2 separate regions of the Mus musculus genome follow, and region 2 is linked to region 1. A link is a contact called in public HiChIP or PLAC-seq data. All regions are on one chromosome and are shown on one strand. The core of a region is the stretch at or near the end of the contact, and the rest is flanking DNA. Distances in the headings are between cores, read along the strand shown.

What was found. HiChIP or PLAC-seq counts read pairs in DNA pulled down with a chosen protein or histone mark.
Region 2: an H3K27ac HiChIP or PLAC-seq map of acute myeloid leukemia shows a contact between it and region 1, with 2.5 times the contacts expected there. The contact joins two enhancer-like sites. A contact is called at or near these places in 3 of 39 promoter capture datasets (the C10 cell line, hematopoietic stem and progenitor cells and pre-B cells), 6 of 484 Hi-C or Micro-C datasets (the G1E-ER4 cell line, embryonic stem cells, muscle stem cells and 2 more) and 2 of 115 datasets of contacts at active chromatin or transcription factors (acute myeloid leukemia and bone marrow-derived macrophages).

Annotation. Positions count from the first base shown.
Region 1 is chr1:186,760,887-186,768,134 of GRCm38.p6, reverse strand. No RefSeq gene overlaps it. Among named protein-coding and RNA genes, the nearest start is that of Rrp15, 15 kb to the right of the region's middle. Within about 2 kb of position 4,749, at least 12 of the 459 cell types and tissues checked have an H3K27ac peak or open chromatin away from gene starts, as enhancers often do. A contact at or near this core is called in acute myeloid leukemia, where this site is marked.
Region 2 is chr1:187,225,540-187,232,787 of GRCm38.p6, reverse strand. It overlaps Gpatch2 (G patch domain containing 2), which reads right to left. Exons shown (of 10, transcript NM_026367.4): 2 at 6,569-7,248; 3 at 1,943-2,004. Among named protein-coding and RNA genes, the nearest start is that of Gpatch2, 14 kb to the right of the region's middle. Within about 2 kb of position 3,842, at least 64 of the 459 cell types and tissues checked have an H3K27ac peak or open chromatin away from gene starts, as enhancers often do. A contact at or near this core is called in acute myeloid leukemia, where this site is marked.

The DNA.
Region 1 (7,248 bases), core at 3,500-5,999:
AGGAGTTCGAAACCATCCAGGACTACATGAGAGCCTGTCTCAAAAAAGAAAGAAAAAAACAAAACACCAAACAGTTAAGCAAATAAGTTAATAAAATAATGCTCGTAATTGGTGGTGACTATTATTACTAATTTAATACATAAAATAACATTTTAAGTATGATATTTTAACATATGTGTATCATACAAGGAGTCGGGCAATAAATAACTCCTTAAGGGAGGTAAAGATAATTCAAAATAAACTATAATTAGGCTCCCAAATAGTGCTTGTGCAGTATCCCAGCCCCTGCACAAGCACTGAAGTCAATGTGAATGTCACCACTTGCAGAAAGAAGGACACTTTCTTTCTGAGGGCCTTAGTTCACATCGGCAGACTGAGTACCACGTTCCTGTTGTGGATCCCGGAAGTAGCTGGTTAGCCATTAGAGCAGACAGCTCCAGGATCAGGAACACACACAGAGAGACCATGAAATAGTGGAGGTGAGTAGGCTTTCAGGGTAAGTAGCCATTAAAAGGCTAAAAACAAAAGGAGACAGGAGTGTTACAGTGAAACTGAAAGAGAGGAGTAAAAACAGTCCCAGGGCTTTAGAAAACATGGAAAAGGCGCTAAAAGGAAGTGCTTGGCCACAACTTTTTATATCACCTGGGATGGGGTTGGATCAAGACTAAATTTTTATGTACCACTTTGTAGAGCATAGAATAAATACAAAGTTTGATTTATTTTCTCATCCTGACTGAAATGCGGAGATTCCGAAGACTTTCTGCCTAGGTTCATGGAAAAGGGCAGCCGATAATCACAAAGATTAGAGGACAGTGCTCACCTACGCGCAGATAGTCACTTTGTTTTCATTTTGTCAGCCCTGAATCAGTAAATATATGCAAGTATGTTTTCTTTATTTTATTTTATTATTATTTTTTATTTATTTTTTTCTTTTCCATTTTTTATTAGGTATTTAGCTCATTTACATTTCCAATGCTATACCAAAAGTCCCCCATACCCACCCACCCTCACTCCCCTACCCACCCACTCCCCCTTTTTGGCCCTGGTGTTCCCCTGTACTGGGGCATATACAGTTTGCGTGTCCAATGGGCCTCTCTTTCCAGTGCTGGCCGACTAGGCCATCTTTTGATACATATGCAGCTAGAGTCTTCTCTCTCCCCTTCTCTAAGAAGCAAATATAGCAACAATCTGAGACATTTAGTGAGATTTAACTTACAGTAATTTTTAGGGTACTTTCTAGGAAGCTACTAAGAAACCTATAAACATATATGCATAAATTATATAAGCTGTCTAGTCCAACTTTAACATTCAATGAGTCATATACAGAGTATGTCACCATCCATACTATGTTGTCTATAGGGGATGCTTTAATAAATGTGAGATTTCATTTAAAAAAAAAAAAAAAAAAAGGAAGTGCTTGGCCTGGTGCAATCTGTTCTGGATTACTCTACAAATCCAAGGCCCAGAGGGCCCATCTGGCGTCAAAACAACACACTGTTTCACCAAATACACCCATAAGCCCTGGAGCACCACAGACTTCAACATTAGGCTGAGTTTACAGAACAGAGTTTACCTAGATAGGCAGCCCAGAGAGGACCGATGATCCCTGTCAGCAGAGCGTTCCCAGGTGCCCTGTAAATTGCTGTTCCAGGTGCTTGACCCCTCCAAACCATAATGATAATTGCTGCAGAGTCGCCAGCTGGGCTTCTGAACAACTCAGGGGTCAGAGTCCTCCCCTCACTAAGGCTGCCTGGTAGTGGGGACTCCACACTTCTGATGATGACAAACTACTAGGTGACCCACCGGTGCACAGTAGTGGGCATTTTGTAATATCACCGAAGCAGAAAACATCACTTCTTTCTCTTGGAAAAACAAAAATAACAAAGCCTGCTGCTTCTGTGTATTTGGCGGAAGAGAAGAAGTCTGCCCCTCACATGCACAGTAAATCAAGTATCAAATTTAAAACAATGAACTACAATGGGCCTCCTCGAAGTCACTTAGCATTGATAAATTAGTAATGTATTATTAAATTATTCATATCTTTTTTTTCCTCCAGACTGTAATGATATACTGTACACAGCACTGATAATTTACTTAGGCTGAGTCCATTCATTTAATTATACTGCTAAACTTGGTAGGCCAATTGGTCATCCTGAGAGTTTCCAGGCAGGCTAATCACAAATATATAGAACATGTCCCTTATTGTCCCCAGCGGCTGAGTGCTAAAACGGTATTCAGTGCTCAGAAGGTTAATGCTCTGCTTATGTAAATTGTCCAATTTAACATTCAATGGCAATATCATAAATTCTGGCTCTAGGATTTCATTAAACGTATGTTCAAACTAGTTGACCTTATAGGTTAACAAGCAGAAGTTAAACAGGACAATTATTTAACTCACTTCTTATCAAGAGACAGAGGCACACCGGCTATTTAATAGCCCCGCATACTTCACAATTAGAATTCTTCTAAGGCCTCCTGATAAAGCGGCAGGTCATGAATTTTCATAAGGATGGCAGATAATAACTATTTATCTGCGCTTGTTTTTCTTTCTTATAAACTTAAACTTTGATCTTAACATTCAATTAGACAGGATTCCGCAGAGAAGGGCTAGGTGACCGGAGAAGAAAGAGGTCCTCCAGGTCTGCGGGAGATTAAAGGAGTGGTACCTGGGTAGGCACGAGGCAGAAGTGATGTCAGAGGCTCACTGTTAAGTGGGTCACTAAGCACCACTCACTGTTTTCAGACGTTAAGCTAAACATTGATTATCTTCCTTAGAGACACTCTTCCACCACCAACGTCATCATATGCCTATTAGCATGTACACATATGGGACAGAACATGTCCTTTGTGTTCAAACGGCAATGAGGTTGAAATGGTGCCAGCAAAATCTAGCTAGCTATGGGAAGGAGAGCACCTGTTCTCCTGCCTGTGCCCCCTTCTCTCTTCCTTCCCCTCAGAACCTGTGACACCCTGAGTGCAGCTCTGGGTGTGACTAACTACAGCTCAGGCAGAGCACTAAGAGACACCCCATAGGCTGATGCTTCTACTGGTGTTTTGCTGCAAGGGGGCCAAGCATTGGCTTTGGAGAGACATTAAATTAGTAACCACACATTAGCAATCTTAACACTTAACCCCTGATCTTAAGACGCTGGAAGGGGCTGCAGGGATGGGTGGCTCAGTGGGTTGCGTGCTGGCCCGTGCAGCCATGAAGATCTGAGTTCAAATCCTCAGTGACCATATAAAGAGACAGTTGTGTGCACAAGCGTCTATAACTCCAGGACTGTGGGAATGGAGTAAGCAGGCTTGCTGAGCCTTGCTGACTGTCAGCCTAGTTCTGGGTTCAATGAGAGACCCTGGTTTAAGGGATGACGGAGACAGTGATAGACAGGACAACTGGAAACTTTCCCTAGCCTCCATGCATAGACACACACACAGCTGCACACAGCTGTACACAACTGTGCACAGACCATACACACCAAATAGATAAATAAGCAATAAATAAATGAACAGCCAATCAATAAATAACCAATAAACAAATAAGCAATAAATATCAATCAATCAATCAGTAAATAATCAACCATTAAAGAAATAAGCACTTGACTATATCTGGAATGAACTACAGTCCAGAAATGGAGGGCACACCTGTGATCCAGATCTTGAGCCTGGAAGACATAGGTTTCTGACCTGGATCTTGGCATGGAGATCTTGAGGCGTAGTGGTCATAAAAAGCTTAGACGCAGGCAAGGTAGTACACGCCTTTGATCCCAGGAAACACAGGCAAGGAGATCTCTGAATTCAAGGTCAACCTGGGACAAAGCAAGTTCCAGATGCAGGCATGGTGGTTCATGCCTTAATCTGGGCCACACCTTCTGCAGGAAGTCTACATAAGGATATTGGAAGAAGGAAGGCTAACTCTTTGCCTGCTTCAACTTGACAGTACATCTATATTGGAACCTACTTCTACAGAAGACCAGCTTAAACAACTATCCTTGTGGGACAGAGCAACTACTAGATTCTTGGACTTTCCTTTTAAAGATGCCCATTGTTGGGTTAGTTGGACTACAGACTATAAGCTGTTACAATAGATTCCCTTAATATTTAGAGACATTCCATAAGTTGTGTGACTCTAGAGAACCCTGATGAATACAAGCACTGAACTCTAAACAGGAGCTGTTTAGAGAAACAACATAAGAAAGAATGTTCCCGCCGGGCGTGGTGGTGCATGCCTTTAATCCCAGCACTCGGGAGACAGAGGCAGGTGGATTTCTGAGTTCGAGGCCAGCCTGGTCTACAAAGTGAGTTCCAGGACAGCCAGGGCTATACAGAGAAACCTTGTCTCGAAAAACCAAGAAAAAAAAAGAAAGAAAGAAAGAATGTTCCCTAGTGTGAAACTATGACGACGTCTTATATCCTCTTGTGAAAGAATGTGACAGTGTCTTATATCCTCTTGTGAAAGAATGTGACAGTGTCTTATAGCCTCTTGTGAAAGAATGTGACAGTGTCTTATAGCCTCTTGTGAAAGAATGTGACAGTGTCTTATAGCCTCTTGTGCCTCTCTTCATCTAAACTTGATCTTTTGAATATTGGCTTCAGATCCCGCAGAAAGGGACATAAATAAAGGAAAGGACTAACTGAGTGAAAACACTCATGATCCGATTTTGTAACTAACATTATTGGTCGTCCCTCCTCCACAGTGCACTATCTATTTCTAAAGTAAGGTTTAGGGCTCTATTTGCAACAAAAAGGCAGGCACTCAGGAAGAATGGAGAGTAGGAGGCCTGAGACTACAGCCCCTAATGAGAGAAGCAAGGGACTTCTGCAGGGAGTACCCCAACAGCTTACACAGCAGGGGGAATAAACCACACCTTTTCAAATTTCAGACAGAGTTGTTTTTCACTGTGTAGCCTGAAGGAGCAGTAAATAGGAAAGCTGCCATTTAGAACTGGCCTTTCCTTTCAACTCAACACTGAGCACATGTAAACTTCGTAGTGAGAACACGTGAGTGCTTGTGTGTTACAGACTGACTGACAAGAAGTCTGCAGGAAAGACAACACAGATGGAGAGACTGGGAGTAACACGGCAATGTGGGGCACTTGGGAAAGTGATGGAGCCTTTGCTGGCTCTTAGCGAGCTTGACTTGTGGGGCTAGGGACTCAAGAAACTCCAAGGGTATCAGAGCTACTTGGAGCTGATGACTTTGGGTTCTTGTCTTAGGAATTCAAAAAGAAGAAAAAATGAAATTGATGGGGCACAGGGCATACATTTTGGATAGATGTTTGTTATAGATTCATAGGCGAGAGTGCAAGGGACAGACAGAGAAAGGACAGGGGACAGCAGCTGGAAGGATGCCATTGAGTGTCTACTCTTGAGACATTTTAAAGGACTCTGGACAGACACCGGGGTGAGGCATGGGGACAGATGAGTTGCTCAGCCCAGCTACCCAGACCACAACGTGTCCAGGCGCATCCCTTCTGCTCCTGTCATGTTCTCTGTTATGCCATCTAGGAAGAGGTGCTAATTTAAAAGAGATAAAAAAAGAAATCTCTCTCTTCTGCCTTTCTGGCCTCTAGAAGAACATTTTTGATCTGCTGCCCTGGAGTCCACACCCTACCTGATCAGCTTCTATGTCCTGTTCTCACCACGAAGACAAAAATGTCTGCAAGGGACCTGTACCACATGGAATGTGGTCTCCTGCTCCACCCCACCCCCCCCCAGATCTTCAGCAAAGGCACAGAGGAAGGGCATTCCCAGTGCCTAGAAATCCATTGCAAGTAAAAGTATTCTTGTATATTGTTTTCTTTTAAAAATATTTTGCTGGATATGGCTCACATTTTTCATTCCAGCACCCAGAAGGCAGAGGGGACCAAATCTCTGTGAATTCAAGGCCAGCCTTACCTATATAAGGACTTCCAGGCTAGCCAGGGCTACAGAGTAAGACCCTGTTTACCTATTGCTTATTTGTTTGTCTATCAAAATTAAAATATTTTAAGCTAGGCATGGAAGTGCCACCCGCAATCCTAGCTTGGGGAAGGAGACACAAGAGGATCATTGTAACTTCCAGGGGAGCCTGAAATGTGTCAAAAAGGCAAGATCACCAAACATATCAAAAATGTCATTGCAATATGATAACACTTAGTTATCAGCCAGAAGCTTTTTAGCTGCCCTCCCCCATTTATAAACAGTGTAAGTGGAATCATCTTTCATCTGTTTTAGTTGTATGATTCTCATATCAGTATAGAAAAGTTTTCTTCAAAATCCAGACATTCAAAAAAAATCATTCACACAATGATCACTAGTGTATTACATAAATCATACTATGATTTGAAAGTATACAAAATGTGTAGATTTGATCTTGTGAATGGACACTACTAGAAAAAAAGCTGTGACTGAAAAGACTGATTAACTGACTAGAACTTCAGTGGTGTGGAGAGGTCAGAGTATCTCAAGTATAGAGCCATATTAAGGACCAATTTTATCCTCATTTAATATCCATTTACCATCCACTGCCATAATTTTGTTTCCTATCAATGTGATAAAATACATTGACATAGGCAACTTTGAGGTAGATGGTTTATTTGGTTCACAATTCCAGGTGATGAACTGTCACTGCAGGGGAATCATGGTATTCGGAGAAAATGAATAAATCTAGACACGCCTACTACTAAGCTCACTTTCTCCTTTCTCATAAAGACCAGGGCCAAAGCACAGGGAATGGTGCTGCCCACAGTGGACCGGGTCCTCCAACATCAATTAGCAGATCAAGACAACCTCTCAATGAGACACTTTCCCAGGCAATCCTGGACTGTGTCAGGCTGTCAATCTGAACTAACCACCATGCCACCTCTGCATGTGACCTAGCATCCTTATGCCTCTTAGATAAATCTTTGGGGAACTGCGAGCAGACCACTATGTTTTACCAACTCCAAAGCTAAGAGTGTTATCAGACAGCATCTAGGACATACAGCAGAGATTCCCCTGATTTGTTGTGACCTGGGACCTGAGATTTCTACCCATGTATTTGAAAATTGTGTTGACTGGTGACTTTCTTAGTTCATAAAATTGCTGCCATGTTTGAACATGGACATTGAGGTAACCTAAATTTGTGTTCCTGGACCATGTTTACCCCTATTTGGCTATAGAGTAAACTATCCCCTTTGAGGAGAGAACTGTGTTTCTTGTGTTGACAAGATCTGTTGTTTGTGTTCTACTATGGTAGGGTCCCCTCCCTTAACAATATAGTGACAACAA
Region 2 (7,248 bases), core at 2,593-5,092, 470 kb before region 1:
AGAGCTTTCATTCGTAAACAATCACTGTCCCTTTTAAGGGACTTCTGATTGTGAAATCTCTTAATATTAAAATGGAAACTGCAACCATGAAGCAAAATATATGCAAAACTGTCTAAACCTTAGCTGAGGATGATATATGAGAAACAGATTTAGTTCAAATAAACGAAGTTAAAAGCAGCTGTGAAATGAGTATCACAAGACTGTTTAACTTAGAGAACTAATAAAAATATTTTGTTAAAAATTACAATTTGCAAAACAAGTATCAGTATTTCATAGGCGAGGTAAATTACAACGTCCCAGAGCAAGTCTATTAAATGCAAGCAGGGACTCACTAGAGACGACCTCCTTATATCTGCACTGCCGTTGGCACAGCACTATGCCAGGGATTGGCACAAGCCTAATCCCACGCTTTAGGGTGGCGCAGCTGGAGAATGTTTAGGCCAGCTTGTGTTATATAAACATAGAACATGTCTCAAAAAGAAAAAGGAAAACTACGCTAAAACAATGAAGTTAGTTGACTTCAGTTTTATATGATACACCACGATACTGTTAAAAAGTAAATTAAATAGTCATTAAAAGCTTGGGCAAGAGATGGTGATCGGTGAATTAAAAATCCATTGTCCTGTAACATGGAGAAAGTCACTTCTGCTCTATTAGTTCCCTCATTTAAAATAAATAAAAATCGGGAACTCATACAGTTCTTAATAAATGAAATGAAGTGAGAAGAAGGTAAATTAAATAACAGAAAATCTCCAGCAACACAAGATACAATAAAATCACAGTAACTGTTGCTATTTCTCCCTAAGTCAGGGCCTTCTAAAGAGTGCCAGGCTTGCCAACAAGTTTCTTCTTATTAAAGTTTATCATTTTATTTGATCATATCAACATCTATAAGCTGGGTAAGATCTGTACTTTAACAAAACTCAAGTCTATTACCAAGGTAGTTCTACTGGCATGCTCCTGGTGACGTGTGCACAGCAGTGAGGGGTGTGGTCCTCTCACCTGCTGTCCTCACCAAGGAGGTCTGGGGGAAAACATGAGCAATATTACTGTGCTTTTCCCTTCCCATAAAATCACTCAAGAGTCTGTAATTCAGACAATAAATGTTCTCTTCCTTTCTGTAGAACCTACTTTCTGCAGATGCCGCCTTCTTCTTCTTGTTTGATTGGTTTGTTTTTGAGACAGGGTCTCACGAAGTAGCCCTTACTGGTGTAGAATTCACAGATAATATATCATCTGCCTGCTTCTGACTCTAAGTGCTAGGATTAAGGGCATAAGCTACCATTCCTGAACTTAATATTGCACTTTTAAAAATATGATACCTCCGTGATAAGTCCACATATAGCTAACACATATGGCTAGTGCAACTCTAGGATCTGTACAATGGATGAGAAGCCGGCTTGTGTGAGGAATGAAGTCAAGCAAGGTGAGCATGGTTCCTCACTCAAAACACTGCAACGCTGAGGTCTAAAAAGATTCTGGGTTTCTGCAGGATAGAGAAGACCTCAAACAGTGTTCAACAGTGTTCAATAATGTATAATAGTGAATTAATAAAAGCCATTTAATTACATATAAGTCGGACAGTGTAAATGTGACAACAGAATAAAATGACAAACCATTACAAATCCATTTAAATGCTTACAGTTTCACAACCATTTGAAATAAGGAGGAGGATAAGAGTCAGTGTCTGACTCTCGCTACAGATTGCAAAGACTGGAGTGTGCAAAGCTTAGTGGCAAGCGCTACTTTTAGATATAGTTTGTAAGTGGGTCAGGAAGCCAAACCATCGTCTGTGGAGTATAGGAACCAGCCACTATACTAAACAGCAGTCGCTAAGTAGCATCTGTAATGCCAAGGGGTTACTGTTGGCAGCTTATACAATCACCAGCAATATGCACAGCTTTCAAATGGAGTTTTTCAAAGGGGATCCATGTCTCAGTACCTTGTCTTCCCTCATCGTTGGTGAACAAGCCCGCGTCAGTGCTGCTGAGACTGCTGGTGTCACTACAACCAGGAAAAGAAGACAAATGAAGCACATCAAACAAGCACTGGTCCTTGGCGCTCAAGCTTTAAAGACGCAGCAGCTCAGAGACGGACCTGAGCCTGACAAAGGTCTGAGAGAAAATAACGTTTCTTTTTCTTTTCCTTTTCTTTTTGCTTTCCTTTTCTTTTTTTCCAAATCAAAACTTCAACTATCCCAGTTCCACTAACTACAGAACACATTATTTTTGGCACACAAAAAAAAGCCCAGGAGTCTAATGAGACCTAGACAGTAAGTGGATGTGACTGCAGAGTGCTGACTTGGGGACACAGTCTATTGCCTGTTCTCATCAAAGGCTCACTGCTCCCTTTCTGCTGTGCTGTGTGATTCAGCTCAAGCCGCAGCTCAATAAGATGGGAAAGTCGCACCCGTCGCAGGCCAAGACTCAGCACAGAAACACTGGGCCAATGTGAAATGACTTCCCTAACCACATTTGTAAATACTCTAGAAAAGCTGCTCTGAGAATTTCCCATCAACCCTATCGCTTCCCAAAGAGACAAGGTCCATGCTAGTGGCCGTGCCATGGCACAAAGTCAAGCCAATAGTAAGAAAGGTTCTTGTTTTTCTGCATAAACTAAAGAACAAGATAGGGGTTCAAATTTAATATGGAAGTTCAAATAAATAACATATACTCCAAAAAGAACACAACATCACTATGGTTCTAATGGAAACAATATATATATGTCAGGCCAGTTAAGTGAAAATATATAGAAAATAAGATCAAATCCTGAAAAGCTTGGCCTCTGAGAAAACTGTTATTCTAAAAGCGCTTATGTGCCTGCTTGATTTTAACCAATCAAGAAATAGTCACTGGTGACCTTTTAAATTAAAATAGTCTTTTTTAAAAGTATTTATTTGGGATTGGTGAGATGGCTCAGCAATTAAAAAAAACTGGCTGCTCTTCCAGAGGACCTGCGTTCAATTCCCAGCACCCACTTAGCAATTCACTACTGTTTGTTAACTCCTGTTCCAAGAGATCCAACACTCTCACTCAGACATACATGCAGTCCAAACACCAGTGTACGTAAAATAGAAATAAATCACTTTTTAAAGTATTATTTGTGTGAGTGTGTACACGTGCTATACCTGAAGATTCTGTCCATGGGGACAGCTTATGGAGTCAGCTCACCCCTTCTTCCACGGGAGTTCTGAAAGCCAAACGCAGAGCATCAGGCCTGGTGAGTGCCTTGACTCTCCAGCCCAAAATAAAAAACATAAAACAATGTAGCCTAGCTGATTAAAAACCAGGCACATTAGCCTGTTTTAAAATATTATATTTATGAAGAAAGTCACTGCTAAGACTTAAATCCACATTAAAACTATCAGTTTATATAAACTTTTCAAAAATAAACTAATGAAAGTTATAAGAATTTGTCGAGACTCATTTTTTAAACTTTCTTCTAATTGACTAAGTTTCCTATACAACAATATTCCTAAGGAACTGATGGCACGCCATCCCATTTACAACACACACAGCTTTGCTTGAAAATGATGACCTCATGAGTGTGACCTCCCTCCTACAAGGAGAGGCTCTCAGAAGTCTGACCTCCCTCCCTCCATGTAGGCAAGGTCCAAACTGCTATTCCTACTCTTCCTGTTTTCCTTCAACTCTGTCCTTAACACACCTCAGGCACAAGACCTCTTCTGAAACCCCCAAGAGAAAAATGTACTTACAACTCAGAACCCCTCAGATTCTCCAAAGACAGACTCTCTGTGCAATGCCCCGGCAGTCTAGTGTAGCACTTCATAATGAGAGCTGTCATATTTCCCCATTAGACCAATGCTTACTAAATACGAGCCAGGTTAAGCCTGACCACAGACCGCAAGTATTTTACAGCCTGCAAACAGTGAGTTCACTCACTGTTTCTGCTGTCATAGTCTGCTGGGTTCTCTAATCTGATCTACACACAACCAGTTCACCTTTTCACAGGTTAAGCACAATACACAGAAACAGAAAAAAGCCATTTTAAACAAAAAACAAACAGTGATTCTAATAAAACACATTGTATTCTTTAACTGTGGTAACATGTATATCAACAGTGAAAGGGAACGGACTCAGAGGATAAGAATGTGAGAGGGGAACTCTGCAAACTGCCTTAGCTCTCCCTCCAAGGAGCGCGCTCCATCTGTCCACAACATGACGATCTAACCACGTGCGGAAAGACCAGTCGTTAGTGATCCTCGCTCTCTACTGAGGTACTTTTTATGGACACATAAAATAATTCTATTGTGTTACTGATACCTTGCCAGTTGCTACAATACTTCCTTGTTGCTATGATCATTAAACAAGAAGAACGTAACAAGCAAGACTTTTCATTTCCAGCAGCTAGACGACATGACAATCCACCTGTAAGGACAGTTATCTCTTCTCCTGTTTGGAAATGATTTTTATAACTACCGTTCAGATGAGCATATATTCCATGAGAAGTATATATATATGAATATTAATCCCTTTCCCTATGAATAAAATCCAGCATCATCTGAGAGCACCAGCCTTCCAAATACAGCTTTAGACACCTGCAAGCACTGTCTGCAAGCACATTCAGACTCTACCCTCCACTGTATGGACTGAGGTCAATCAAAGGTCACGAGAACACTCCTGTCAAGACTATGTTGTGCTAAGTTTCTTCACTGCCAAAAATTCCCATTTCCTTTATGATGAAATATGAACACCCTAGCACACAGGCCTTAGAGAACCACTGCTGCGGTAGCCTCAGATCCTCTACATCCTTGTAGCATGAGCTGCAGACATTTCACCCTACACAGGTCTCTGACAGTCATGCCACTTCCTTGCTGGCTCTCCAGTCCTCCCTTGTCTGAACAAGTCTTAGCTCTCGCTTTGAAACACAGCTCCTATATGAAGGCATCACTCATAGAGAGCATGCCATTCTCAGTATTAGCTTGTATGCCTACCGCAGCCGAGGAACAAGCTGGATAGTCTGTTGTTAGTCTTTGAGCCACCTGTGCACAGTGCAGTAGTAGTTAATCAAATGTTTGCCAAACGCATACATATGCACACACGCACACAAACACACACACACACAGTTCTCGTAATATAAATCAAATCCAAGAAAATATCAACCTTCTTAAAATGGAAACCTGTAGGAATCGACACCACCTTAACCAGGTAGCAATCCTTCTATAGAAGAAATTGTACTGAGCCCTTCAGCAGCAGCAGAAAACTGATATAAAGAAAAGTTTAGGATTCAGGGAAAATGTAGTTTCAATTATTTGATTTTAAACATATTTAAACTATAAACCTGAGATGTGAGCAACTGAGAAACTTAATATCCCTGATAATGATTTTTTGTTGTTGTTGAAAAAATAAGAAATAATGTGAAAAGATTTGGCCTCATTATGCTTCCAGGATGGGAAGAGTAACAAGTAGATCACTAACCAGAGGCATAGAAAACAAGAGGGAGGGGCTTTCAAAATCGGCCATCAGAGCAGGTGAGCCAACCCCTCCTCTGTCCCACCACTGCCACACCACAGCAATGAGCAACAGCACTAACTGCTCTTGGCTGTGAGGTCCTCAGACACAAGGGCTCAGTACTAGAATGCAACCAACCCTGTTCCTGTGCAAAAACAACTTTCTGAAAAGAAACAAACTTTTTGCTTTACTTTTAAAGGAAAAACTATGTAAACAGTAAACTGTCTAATAAAACTATCATTAACTCAACCTGGGTTCTTATCATAACCACAGTCACACAAACACACACGAGTATCCAAAGGCTACAATTACCAAGGTTGAAATGAGGCCAATTTTAATTAAATTAAATTAAAATTAAAACTCAGACCCTTTCACCCGCACCATTTTCCTCTGGCTCTAAGCAATGTAAGGGCGCGAGCTGGACACACGCGCACCCTGGCTGCTCTTACAGGCAATGAGTTGGGTAAACGGCAAAGGCTCACTCTCTGACTCGCAATGAGCATGTGGCAATTAGATAAAAGACAGTCTGCTTCCTGAGACGGACAGAAAGGAATGCTACAAATTCCATTTCTCTAAGGGCCAGGATCAGCTGCTTCCATACCGTAATAAATCAGGTGTTTACATTTCATAAGTGATCAGAATCCCGTGGCAAGCTATAGATCAACACACCAAGCCCCACGCAGCACAAGGTCTGACCTCTGAACAGCAGGAAACAGAATCCTGACTACACACCCTAAAATGCTCCAAAGGCCACAGCTCCCTAACTACACAGTGAGCTACCCTACAGCACTGTTATTCAACAGCATACCCTTTCCCACAGTAGAGCAACTTTCTTACTTTGCAGCTGGAAATCCAGACAATTATAACAGTCAGCACTGCATAAATCAAATGAGTGATTCTGCTTTGTGTGAAAATGCTACAAAGTATAAAGACATACAAGCCTAGCTACAAAGTAATATCACCATCATGTGGCAACTTCTAACTATCTGAAACAGAATTCAAACAGGAAACACCACACTGAGCCCAGGCCTGCAGCCAGCCATTCTCATGGGGGAAGGAGGAGGAGGAGGAGGAAGAGGAGGAGGAGGAAACGTCACCTTTCGCTCCTGAGCTCATCCGAGGCTTTCTGTTCCTCGTACTCCATCCTGTCCTTGTTGGGCTGGCTTCTTTCTTCACTCTCCAAAACTCCTCCTTCCTCCTGGGTTTTCGGTCCTGGCCTAATCCCTTTCAACTTCCTTTTCTTAACTTTCTTCCGGGTAAACTCTGGATACTGGCTGGCTCTATCATTGTCCATGTCCTGATCTCTGCAGCCTTCTGGCAGCTGGGTCATTGTCCTTTTGCTGGAGACGTCCTGCGGGAGATCCACGGCCATGCGCTTCACCTTCCTCCTCCGGCGCAGCGTTCTGTTCCCAAGGCTGTCCACGGCAAAGTCAGACTCGTGCCACAGAAGCCGCTTACCTCGAACGCTGCTGCTTAGGTTTGAAGATGGCCTCCGCTTCGCCACTAACATCTGGTCATCAGAGTCACTGCGGTCCTTTTTATTATTGCTGTGCTTCTCTCTATAGTCCTTACTTGGTTCTTCTAAACTAGAATCAGAGCCTTCACTTAAGCAGTGGCCTGTCTCCCACGGGTGGTGAACATTGTAGGATCTCCGCTTCCTCCCTCTCCTTTTCCGGGCCTGGCGTTTCAGAGGGCAAGACAGATTTCGAGAATGTTCTCCAGTTTCAGCAAATCCACCTCGGGCTTGCTCAGAGCTCTCTTCCAGTGCAGAGACAAG